Linked DNA regions of Mus musculus: regions 1 and 3 are each linked to region 2. Evidence: chromatin contacts called from public promoter capture Hi-C data. All regions are on one chromosome and are shown on one strand. Each heading gives the region's core, a stretch centred on a gene start, on an enhancer-like site or on the middle of the called end of the contact. The rest is flanking DNA. Distances are from core to core; before and after follow the strand shown.

The links. Promoter capture Hi-C pulls out the DNA fragments that hold promoters and counts their contacts. Capture Hi-C pulls out chosen DNA fragments and counts their contacts.
Region 1: a promoter capture Hi-C map of stem cell-derived epiblast-like cells shows a contact between it and region 2, with 2.1 times the contacts expected there. The contact joins the promoter of Doxl2 here to the promoter of Tra2a in region 2. A contact is called at or near these places in 3 of 39 promoter capture datasets (the 3T3-L1 cell line, frontonasal cranial neural crest and stem cell-derived epiblast-like cells).
Region 3: a contact with region 2 is called in a promoter capture Hi-C map of liver. The contact joins the promoter of Tmem176a here to the promoter of Tra2a in region 2. A contact is called at or near these places in 5 of 39 promoter capture datasets (the 3T3-L1 cell line, 3T3-L1-derived adipocytes, the HPC-7 cell line and 2 more), 1 of 115 datasets of contacts at active chromatin or transcription factors (bone marrow-derived macrophages) and 1 of 9 other capture datasets (liver).

Annotation. Positions count from the first base shown.
Region 1 is chr6:48,972,711-48,976,746 of GRCm38.p6, reverse strand. Doxl2 (diamine oxidase-like protein 2) reads right to left here and starts at 1,801. Exons shown (of 4, transcript NM_001029987.2): 1 at 44-1,801. The coding sequence starts at 1,604.
Region 2 is chr6:49,262,236-49,265,795 of GRCm38.p6, reverse strand. It overlaps Tra2a (transformer 2 alpha), which reads left to right and starts at 1,744. Exons shown (of 8, transcript NM_198102.2): 1 at 1,744-1,958. The coding sequence starts at 1,923.
Region 3 is chr6:48,839,633-48,843,751 of GRCm38.p6, reverse strand. It overlaps Tmem176a (transmembrane protein 176A), which reads right to left and starts at 2,269. Exons shown (of 7, transcript NM_025326.4): 1 at 2,163-2,269; 2 at 1,351-1,548; 3 at 1,053-1,163. The coding sequence starts at 1,545. It overlaps Tmem176b (transmembrane protein 176B), which reads left to right and starts at 2,378. Exons shown (of 7, transcript NM_001164207.1): 1 at 2,378-2,756.

The DNA.
Region 1 (4,036 bases), core at 552-3,051, 290 kb after region 2:
GGAAGCAGCTAAGTGACATGGAGGGTCTGATTTCAAGTCCTACCTGCCACATCCAGGTCAACACGGTAATGCACAAGGTGGGTGTGGCTGTGGCCAAGCTGGTGAGTCAGCAGGTGAGTTTCTCTCAATCCTTCACGGGTATAGATGGTGGTGTGGATGTAACCTGTGGCATGCATCTTGGCTGAGATCGTGCCCGTAGTATAGAAGATGAAGTCCCAGATGTAATCAAAATTGTAGAGCGCTGAGGTTGCCCGTAGCACCAGTTTGTGTCCCATCACATCTGAAAAGAAGTTGATTTTGCCTGCAGAGTTGGTGTTAAAGGTAGGCCTAACAGGCACCCCTGTGGGTATCTCAAAGAGGCAGAGGGCTCGTGGATAACGGACAGGCCCATCAGTGCCATGGTAGTGGATGACGTCTAGGAAGGTGGCTGTCTCTGGACAGTTGATGCCAGGGGCTAACTCGTGAGTTACAGTGCCCAGGCTCCAGCCTAGATCCATGGTTTTGGTCAGTTCTCCTGCAGGTGTTTTTTCTCTATGCACAGCCATAGCACCTTGCACGCCAATCTCATAGGCTATATACTCATTCCTGAAGTGCACATTCAATATCTGCAGCCCAGAAGATGGTCGAAGCTGGAAGGAGAAACTCCAGTCTTTGTAGATCACAGTGTTACCCTCTAGGTGGTATCTGGAATCATTGGCTTGTTTCACATGGGGCCCAGATTTTCTGAGGGGCGCTGCGAATTTCCCACCAGGCTTGTTAAAGACTTGTGGCAGCTCTGTGTTCTTGGGACGCAGGTCCTTGAGGACCACCGTGTCCACTTCTCCATCTGCATATTTCTGAGCCAGTTCCTCTGGGCTGCTGTAGAGCTTCCCATTATACCAGACCTGCTCTACTCTCCAGTCTCGGATATCTGTGCTCCCATGATCCACAAGGACCTCCAGACCTGTGGGTTGTAGCAGGCGATCTTTTACAATGCGCTGCAAGAGGAACCAGGTGGCCCGATGTCTAGACTCCACACTATGGGGGGCCACATGGGTGAAGGTCAGACACTGGCCATTGCAGTCCTCTAATGAGAAGCCAGTGGTGTCAAGGAAAAACCCCTTTAAGGGTGTGGTGGCCTCCTTGATTTTGTGGTAGAGAAGGCTTTGCTCTGCTTTGGACATGGGTCTGGATGCCCAGGATCGATGTTTCTCTGGCCTGGGGAACAGTTCTCTCATGTAGATGGGCTGTGGCAGGGGCCCTACAGCAAACTCGGTGACATTGGGGTGCTCCTGGGCACTAAAGAAAATGATGACACGGGCTTCCCGCACAGGAGGTCTGGTTCCTTTATTCAGAAACTCTAGGACCACCTTCTTGTTGGGCAGCAGAGTCTCAATGAGGAACACAGAATTCTTGTCCAAAGCCTGTGTGCCGGATGGCTGCAGCTCCAGCTCCGTCCTGCCCATCAGGAAGCTGTGCACAGCCTCCATCTCCTGGATGCTCAGGTCTGAGAACACCTGGGCCTTGCCATTCAACATCCAGCTGGGGTACTCTGCCATGGTCTCCTGTAGAACCAACACGATGGCCATGCAGCCCAGTGCCAAGCTCCTTTGTGCCAACCCCATGGCTCTGGAACTCAGCAGAAGAGAGGAGAGAACTTAGGTATATCTGTCTCCAAGCCAGCACTCAAGAGCACCTTGTCTCTAAGTCCTGTCTTATCCCCCCTGACTGTGCTTCCTCCCTTACGCAGCTGAAGCCAGAGCTGGAATCTCTGGGTCTTTACTCACAGTTCACAGTGCTGTTCAGGTCCTCATGTGCATCCACCTACTTCCTCCAGGGTAAAACCTTTTATACATTTTCTTATCTCCTACTGTTTTCCCCTTTTGGTGTTATAACACTGAGGAACATTCTTCAGCAGGGTGCAGTGAGTCACAACAGCCCAAGGCTTGCTCCTCAAGGGCTACACATGGCCTGAGCTCTGGTGGCCAGAGGGCTGCAGTAAGAGCAAAATTCCATTTGTGAGTCAACAGATGATCATTTAGAGGGCTGCATGCTGAAATTTAGGTGAAACGTTTAAAGCACAAGAAGGGAGGATGATACAAGAAAGTAAGGCCGGTGGGATGGAGAGATAATGTTTGAAAAAGCCACAGGGAAACATTTTTATAAGCTTACTGAAAAAACACTTCTCTACACAGAGACACAGACACAGACAGACACAGACACAGACACAGACACAGACACAGACACAGACACAGACACAGACACAGACACAGACACAGACACAAAGACATAGACACGGACACGGACACGGACACAGAAACAAAGACATAGACACACTTAAAGAGAATTACACTACCCAAGATGATATTGATCCCTCAGAAGAGCTGTTGACCAACAGCAAGCCCTGTGCCAGCCCTGGGAAGCTTCCCTTTGGGTTGTTGGTCAGGGGGATTTCTGTGAGACCACCAGAGTAGTGTAGGCTATTGGCATTGCCATTGGTTGCTTCTCACAGCTTGAAGGTAAGACTCAACTGCTGGAGACATTACATCCTTCGGATAAAAGACTTGAAGGAATTTAGTCTTGTCTGACTTGGAAGCCTCCTACTTAAGGACTGGGTCTTATGCTTTCCCAAGGTCAGTTCAAACTTCCCAGAAAGAAAAACTATCAATAGTCCTACTGAACTGTAAAGCATACAAATGAACAGCCTGGCAAAGGCAGCCTGTATGGTGCAATAGTGACACCTATGTTGGGGTGATGGGCAGCCATCTAAATGTATCTAAGGCCCATGCACAAGGTGGGAGTTGACAACTGTAAATCTAGTCTATTCCCACCAGCTAGAAAGGCAGGGATTTTTGGGGTACTCACAGACCTCAGCCCCTGCAGCCCTGTTCTTTCTTGTACCTTCTGGTGAGACTTCCCGCCAGGTCCTGCTGTATACAGCATTCCCGGGACACACTGGCTTTACACATGAGCTGGCTGCTGAATCTGCCATCAGGCCTTGCTTCTGCAGATCCTGACTGGGGTGTTCCTGGCTTCCAGATGAACGCCCCTCCCCAAAGCCTTGCACCGGTCATGGATGTTGGAAGTCCCCATCTGACCTTTGCTCTCCACTCAAGGCTCCGTCTGGGTCTCCAGCAGGAGTTTCACTCATGAGGTCTTGATGAGGTCAAGGCTTGATGAGGCCTGTGAGGAGGTGGAAGGATTCTGAGTGGTCCTTTTTATCATAGGTAATTCATTGCCATAGGTTCCCACATTAGAAATCTTTTGTGGAGAAAGCCAGTGAGGGGCTTAGAAGCCTGTGGTACTGGGCCAGTTACAGGGGTCCTGGGTACAGTCAACAGTTCTGATGGGGAGTTTCTTGTTTGTTTGTTTTTTTTTTTTCTCAAGACAGCGTTTCTCTATGTAGTTTGGGCTGTCCTGGAACTTGCTCTGTAGACCAGGCTGGCCTCCAACTCAGAGATCTGCCTGCCTCTGCCTCCCAAGTGCTGGGATTAAAGGTGTATGCCACCATGTCTGGCTATAAAATTCAATCTTAGAACAGGAATTTAGCTAAGGAAGCTTAGGCACTCTCCAGGGACATGGTGGAGAGCTGGGCATAGAACCTGCGCACTGTCAACACGTTTCTGTTTGGAAATGTGTTTCCTTACATCACATGTCGCACTCACATGTATGGGGAGCACAACTCAGGGTTCAATTTTCTATTGGCTTCTTCCCCAAAGACAAGCTTGCCCACTTGTTTCTATATACTAAGTTCATATTCTGTTCCTCTGGTCAAAGTTGTCCAGAACCCTTGCCTACCAAGGGACTCTCATTCTTAGGCTTAACTTCATTAAAGGGCCACCCACTGTCCTTCTAACGATTTGTGCTTTAGTCTGTAGAGGGTGCTGTGAACATTTCCATACACCCCATGCAATTTCTTAGCTCTGGGCTATTTTCCTTCATGTTCTTCTCTGTCTCTGTCTCTGTCTCTCTGCCTCTCTCTCTCTTTCTCCCCCCCTCTCTCTTTGTGTGTGTGTGTGTGTGTGTGTGTGTGTGTGTGTGTGTGTGTGTGTGGTGT
Region 2 (3,560 bases), core at 495-2,994:
ATCAGTGGGAGGAGAGAAGGGGTTTGATGCCCCAGTGTAGGGGAATGCCAGGGCAGGAAGACAGGAGTGGGTGGGTGGGTGGATGGGGGAACACCCTCACAGAGGCAGGGGATGGGGTGGTGGTGGTGGGGGTTTCAGAATGGGAGACCTGGAAAGGGGAAAACATTTGAAATGTAAATAAAGAAAATATCCAATAAAAAATTGAAGAAACAACAATATAGTAAATCAGGAATGTGCTGTTCTAAATGCACTTACAAAATAACACTACATATTAACTTACATGATATTACATGAATAGAAGGGTAAGTATTTAATAATGAGCTCTCTGAAAGAAAGAGGAAGAAAAATGATTTGCTGATATTCACAACATAAATCTTCCTGTTGTGGCTGAGTCCAAACCATTAAGAGTTTAATAATGGGGGCTGGAGGGATAGCTCAGCGGTTAAGAGCACTGACTGCTCTTCTGAAGGTCCTGAGTTCAAATCCCAGCAACCACATGGTGGTTCACAGCCATCCATAATGAGATCTAACACCCTCTTCTGGTGTGTCTGAAGACAGCTACAGTGTACTTACATATAATAAATCTTTTTTTTTTTAAAGAGTTTGATAACTAGCTCTCTGACATTTCTGATAGGCTCTCTTTTTATATCTCAGGTTGGCTGGAACTTCCAACAGTCCTTCCTTCTAGACGCCTAAGTGGTGGGATCACAGGCACAGATCACCACACCCAGCTATTTCAGGTCTTTGTGAATTCATTATTTGTGCTGGTGTTCCTTATTTTTCTAGAGCAAGAAGTATGGATACTAATGTTGCCAAACAATATATTCCCCCAATTTATTTTTATTTATTTACATGTTCTACAGTGTTGAGGACTAAACCCAGAGCCTAGTACATGCTAGGTGTGCTGGATAATTTTCTATCAACTTGGCACAGATAAGGTCACCTGAGAGGAGGGAACTTCAATTAAAATGCCCCCCGCTGTGGTGGGAGCTCATGCCTTTATTCCCAGAACTTGGGAGGCAGAGGCAGGCAGATTTCTGTGAGTTCCAGGCCAGCCTGGTCTACAGAGGGAGTTCCAGGACAGCCAGGGTTACACAGAAACCCTGTCTTGAGGTTTGGAAGCAGAGAAGAGTGAGAAACTCATGGCTTTTCAGTATAACCCCATCTGTGTATATATTGTTATTTCAACGTTTAAAAGGGCAGATACTAGCCGGGCGTGGTGGCTCACGCCTTTAATCCCAGCACTCGGAAGGCAGAGGCAGGCAGATTTCTGAGTTCGAGGCCAGCCTGGCCTACAAAGTGAGTTCCAGGACAGCCAAGGCTATACAGAGAAACCCTGTCTCTGTAAAAAAACCAAACCAAAAAAAAAAAAAGGGGGGGGGGCAGATACTGGGGATAAGGAAAACTCAGCTGGAAAAGTCGGTTTGTTTGTTGGGTTTTTGTTTGCTTGTTTTTGGTTGGTTTGTTTTGCTATGCAAGAAAGACCTGAGTTCCATACCTAAAGAGAACAAAACCAAAAAAACTCAAGAACAAAACCCCACAGGCAAAGCCAGGCGATGACACACGCCTTTAATTCCAGCACCCGGAGGACAAACCGACCCAACGCCAAACAGCAAGCTCTTGAAACCCGCCAATCTCCCGCGCTAGGCCAGGCGGACACAAAGCCTCCCGGGGCGGAGGCGGGGTTCGCGACGACGTCATCACAGGTCCGCCCCTTGACGTCAGGCGCCGGGGACACCAGGAGGTTTCTGGCGGCACGGGCGCCATTTTGCCTGAACGTGCGAGCTGGTGGGAGTGGAACGCACTGGCCGTTGTAGCCGTCGCCTTCTTCCTCCCCACAGTCCGAACAGCGCGGTGACTAGGCCGTCGGCCCTCGAGCCGAGACATATCTCTTATTTAGTTCTCGGGAGCGCCTGGCCGACATGAGTGATGTAGAGGAGAACAACTTCGAGGGCAGAGTGAGTACAAAGCCGCGGGAGCCGTCTTCGGCGGCGGCCCGATGCTCCGGGGCTCGGGGACGAGCGCGGTCGGTCGGGCGAGGTGGCGGGGCCCTCAGGAGCAGCCTTGAGGGCCACCGCGAGCGCGTCACGTCCCAAGATGGCTTCGGGGTCCCCCTGCGTGCCCAGATGCCCCACTAGCCCGCAGCGCTCCTTTCTGGCGGCTGACTGGTACCTGGCCTGGTCCTATCCTCTCCTGTCGCTCCCTTTCCTCTCAGCTTCCCATCTCTGCTCCGAGGTGCGGGTCCCCGGCGCGGTGGGGCAGGAGGCGGCGGGGCGCTCCCTCCGGCCGGATAGTGGTAGGTGCTTCCTGCGGTGGCATCTCGGGCCACCACCACCCCTCCTCCGGCCATCGCAGCGGGGTCTCGGGGTCAGAAGTGCGCGGGGCTGCTGTCCGGGCGGGGAATCGCTGGCGCGGGACTAGCTGGGGCCTGTTGTCTCCTTGGCTCTCTGTTGCAGTGAGCGGCCGCGTCTCCGTCGGAACCGGCGGCGTCGCGTCTGTAAAGGCGAAAGCCTTGAGGTTGAAGGTGGGACGAGCCCAGTGAAGTGGTTAGTCAACGACCGCAGCGACCCTTAAGAGTCCTTAAGACGAGAGCGAGCGGGGAAGGGAAAACTACGCAAGAGCCTTTCCCCTTAATGTCCTCTTTCCTTTCGCTTCTAAATGAATGTGGAAATGCAGTGACGCCTGTTTTCCTAACAGCTAGATGTTGGGTTCTTTATGTCTCAACTTCCAAAGCTTTCCTTCCTGTGACCATTCCTCTGAAAACTCCTTTACAGATCTTTATGGCTAAACTGCCAAGACATCTTACTTTAAACCTTACGTAACTGAACAAATTTCTTGCCTCAGTTTTCAAAAAAGAAAAGAAAAAAGCTAATCATTGTTAACTCAAAAGATTATACCTGAAATTTACAGACCCTCCCCCGTTTTTCTCACCCATTCCCCGGAAAAGGGACTCAAGACTTTGGTTATCTGAGGTCTTGTGAGTATAAACCGTATATTCACAAAGCTTGAGTATATTATTAGAACGTTACCGGTTTTTGAGTTTTATTCCGAAGTTACCCTAGTATTGGAAATTAATGGAAGTGAGTCCTGGTAAAACCATGGAAGGAAAAAAAAGGGAAACAAAAGTCCCATGGTACTCGAGGGCTGGCAGTTGTGTTGGTATTCTAGTGGAGGAGGGGCGGGTGGAAAAAAGCCGCTGGAGGGCTTTGCTGAAGGAAAGAATTTGTCCCTTTTGGAAGCTCGGGATTTAGACACCTGTACTCTGTCAGTCAAGTCATATACGGTCAGTTAGGGTTTTGATCTTGAGAAAAGAGGGTGCATTTTGTTTGTTTATTTTTTTATTTAATGCACTAGGACAAGGTCATAACTACATTTAACTTTGATTGGATTATTTGAATGAAATTTGCACACAACGATTGAGTTGAACCTGCTTACTATTTTTAGGATTGTTTTATTGTACTAACAACTTTTAAAGACTATGAAGTAAATATTTCACGTAGTTGTATTACTTGTGAAACTAAGTAATTAGGAAAAGACGGTTGGGGTTTGGGTGTGTTGTT
Region 3 (4,119 bases), core at 1,020-3,519, 420 kb after region 2:
GGACAAGTGTCTGTTAATCCCCCGCCTCATTTCCTCTGTGTTTGCCATCTGTAGTGCCAGCCACATGGCCTAGAGCATTTCCTCTGCATCTCAGATGTTCTGCTATGTTCTGTTGTCTATGGTGGAGTAACTGTGTGGGACAATGAGCTTGGAGCACAGTTGTGAGGCTGTAGGGCACTGTTTTATTGACACCTAAGTGTACACGGTTGAGTCAGGTGGGAACCTTCCTATCCATCCCAACCACCTTCTTTTAAAGTCACACTAAATTCTTCAAGAACGTTCCAGGGACCAGAGATCTTGTAGGTCAGAGTCCCATACTGTTGGAAAAGCTGGGGATGCAGAATGTGACTTTAGGCAGCCTTGGGTCCAGACACTTGTCTTAGCAGCCGTTGGGTCCATCTAACTAGGATAGAAGAACGGGGAGTCTGACGCAGTTCGGTGGGCAGATGGGTCCTGATCCTATTTGATTATTCTATAACCAGTCCATATAATCCTGCCATTGGATGGATTAGCATGGTTACTTTAATCTCTCCTCTCAATACATATGTTTTGCTGTTCTGAAAGTGTGGGTCTATCAGAAAGTCCTTTGTACCTATGACATAACCAGCTCAACCTAACCAGCTGTCGTTAAATACAATAGCACTCTTCTGACAAAATTCATCCCTGGATCCCCATAGGATGAGCATAAGGAAGTAAGAGAGCCAGAAGACAATGCTTCCTGCCTGATGCACTCCGCTTTCCCTGTCTTGAGGCAGGCATTAGAGGTAGATAAGCCCTGAGAGCCTTAACTGTTGATGACTACTGATGGCAAGGAGCTTCTGTCAGCCTGCTGGGAGAAGCATGGGACAAGAGACAAAGCTGACCTGCAGCTGCACAGGCGACCATTTCATCATTTGTCATGTACACAAGCACCAGACTGGCTTACTTAATTCAGGTCTTGTTTGGCTACATACTCTGGGGTGCCACATCAATGGTGGTGGTGGAAGGGAAGCAAAGGGACCGCCATCCCTGTGCTCTCAGACAGCCCTGGACCTTCATGATGCCACACTCACCACGATCCCAGTCCAGAAGGGGGCGCCTTCGGAATACATGGCTAAATAATGGCCTATGTAGAGGGTTCCACCCAGAACCACACTCAGAGCCCCCAGCACAGTCTGCACCACCTGGAAGAGAGAGGACTTGAAACACAGCTCTCCAGCAGCAGGGCTACCTGTTAGCTGCAACTGTCTGTACACACAGACAAAATCAACTCAATGTCTTAGGAGGACAGATGTATAGAGGAGGCCAGAGGAAAATATGGCCCAAATGAGGGTCCCTCCCTGGGCCCATCAAGCACGTAGCTACTCTCACCCAGGAGGCCACCAGCACTCTGCTGCTGCCCTGGCTCTGGGTGGAAGCGGATGCTGGAATCCTTAGCAATGAGCATCCGGCCAGCAGAAGTTTGGCCAGAGCAGACTCCTGGTGGATGTGCACATCAATGTGGGTGGGTTGTGGAGCCTCAGGGTCCACCTTGCCGACGACTGCAGTCTCCATGTCTGTGGACATCGTCTGTGAGGGAGAAAAGGAAAAGCAGGAAGAAATATTTGGCAGATGTTTCAGAGGCGGCTTGGAGTTGGGGGCTAACAGAGACACAGAATGGCTGCCCCTGGCTGTGGAGCTGTATCTTCAGCTCTTTTGGAGGGTTGTCTGTCAGGGAAGCCTGATGCTGGAGTACCCGCTTCACCCCACATTTGCTTTGTGCCCCACTGCCATGGTCTTCAGGAGCCTGATGTTTGGATCAAGCAGAACGCACACAACCTATCTCTTCACCCAACCTCTGATTGGATCTCTTCTCCCCAGCATTTTCTGAATCCAGGTCAGAGGCCAAGCCCCTTAAACAGTGTCCCCCTCTAACTGCCCCATAAGCTTCTGTTGCAATTATCTCTTCCCTACCAGGGTCCCAGGGACCACCTCACCCAGACGCCACCATCTCCTTGGATGAACGACAAGCACTGACTGACCCTGTCCCCACAGAATTGAGTGGTAGAGATGGAGGCCATACCTGTCCCTGGAGGCACACCCCAGTGTGTCCACTCCCCTAGCAAGCTCGCAGGGCGTCAGACTGGATGGATCTGGATGGACTGGGAAACGAGCTATGCTAAAGTGATGGTGGGCTGTCTTACCTGATTCCTCTGGGACCGGGGAAGTGTGCAGCAGGGAAGGCCAGAGCTCACACAGAGGCGCTGGCAGTAGTTGAGAACTTCAGCCCTGGCAGGAGGAAGAACCTGGGTGGGAGCCAGAAGGGGAGGGGGAATGGGCAGACCTCAACACTTCCTGGCAGGCAGCTGGGACTGAGGGCCCCTTTAGGGGTTTTCCAGCAGGCAGCTCCTCACTGGGCACTGGAGAGCTGGAGAAGGTGGGCGAGGTAAGAGCTGGGGTTGGCACTGATTGTTCCTGTGGAATCCTTTGATTGCACAGTGCTCTCTCTCCCAGTCAGGGATAGAGCTTTCTGAGCAGGTGCTGGCCTGTGCCACCTTGGGTGTATGAGTGTATCTGTGTCACCTGTATCCCTGCTCCAGCAGGCCTGATCATCTACTCCTGATGGACCCCCCTCAAGTGGGGCCCTTTCCTGTCAGCTACTTGCTGGCAAACTGAGAGACTCCATGTCAGGCCCCATCCCTCCACCCCCTTCTTGCTCTCCTCTCTCTGGGGTCAGCTTTAAGCCAGCTCCTCCCAGACCTCTCAGTTCCAGCCCCACCCATCGCAGAGGACAGCAGGTGAGACAGGACCCTTCACGGCCCCTTGGTAGCCCCCTTTTGAAGCATAGGGTTCCTTCTTCTCTGGAAGAGTCTCCAAGTCTACTCCTCAAGCTCCATCTTGGCTCAGGATGCTTCTCCTTCCTTCTATCTCTGCTTTCCTGTAGGACTCTGGGGAGGGAGGGATGTGTTGGACAGAGGATGTGACTCTGGAAACAGGGCTGAGGCTGGGGAGGTCAGAGTCTGGCTTTACCTTCCATAGTTATCAGTGCCTCACGCCTGCGTTCTAAGAGCAGGGCCTTTGAGACCACGCAGAGGTGGGACAGCTGTGGGGACACGGGGTGTTCTTTTTCTTTGTTTCTGAACACTGGGAGGAGGGATATCAGAGAGCCACTATCTGGAGCGGTGCCAGAAGTGGTGAGAGGCTTCTTGGTGCCTAGGGCTTTAGTTCCTGCTCTGCAGAGGAAGCAGAGGGATTCTGGGTGGCCAGGGCAGGGATAGCACTGGGGGTCTAGAGGGGGCCAGCACCCAGACAACTGAGACTTTATTCCTGGAACCTCAAGGGAAGGTGTGAACCTGAGGCCTTCATTTGTGTTTCTCTTCGTCCCTCCTGAAAAGTTGTCAGACTCCTGTGCTTTCGGCTCTGAGGTGCACGGGTGAGTGGAAGGTGCTCCGTGGCGTGGGGGAGAACATGAAGGGATGCAAAGGGAAGTGACTGGAGTGGCCGTCAATATCCAGTCAGAACTGATGCTTAACCAGACTGCCCAGGAGAGCCACTGGGCAGAACTTCTTTTGGACAGAGGCAAGCCATCAGAGGGGCTAAATGGTTGTTATAAGCCCATAACAGGAGACAGTGGGAAGCTGTGTTAAGCTCTGTGCTGATTAGAATGGAGGCCACGCTGAGGAAGTAATCAGGCAGAATATGAAGACCTCATGGGCCTGCCTGAGGCCCTATGGAAACTCGGAACAGTGGTTTTATTCAGTGGGAGAAAAGTAATATATACCACAGACCACAGTAGAAACTGTTTTTCAGAAATTAATACCTGGACCAGCACCATAGGTCCTTGCCTCTGTATCTACCAAATTATGATATACAGTCCAAAGATCAACATCTTTTTTAAAATTACTGCATGTTTGTAATTTAAACATGCCTGTTCATGTGGGTGTGTGACTAGGGGTGCATATTGCCGGTCGTAATTTTCAGATATAAAAGAACTTCTATGAAAAAAATCAGGACATGTGAGGAGGAGGAACTCACAAAAGCATAAACTAAAAAATGCCTTTCAAAACAAATAGCCAGCCAGCCACTGAAACGGTGAGAGAACCAAGCTGGAGAGCCAGGGAAGAGGCTTTATGTGGGGAGAGTCCTGGGGAATCGTTATTT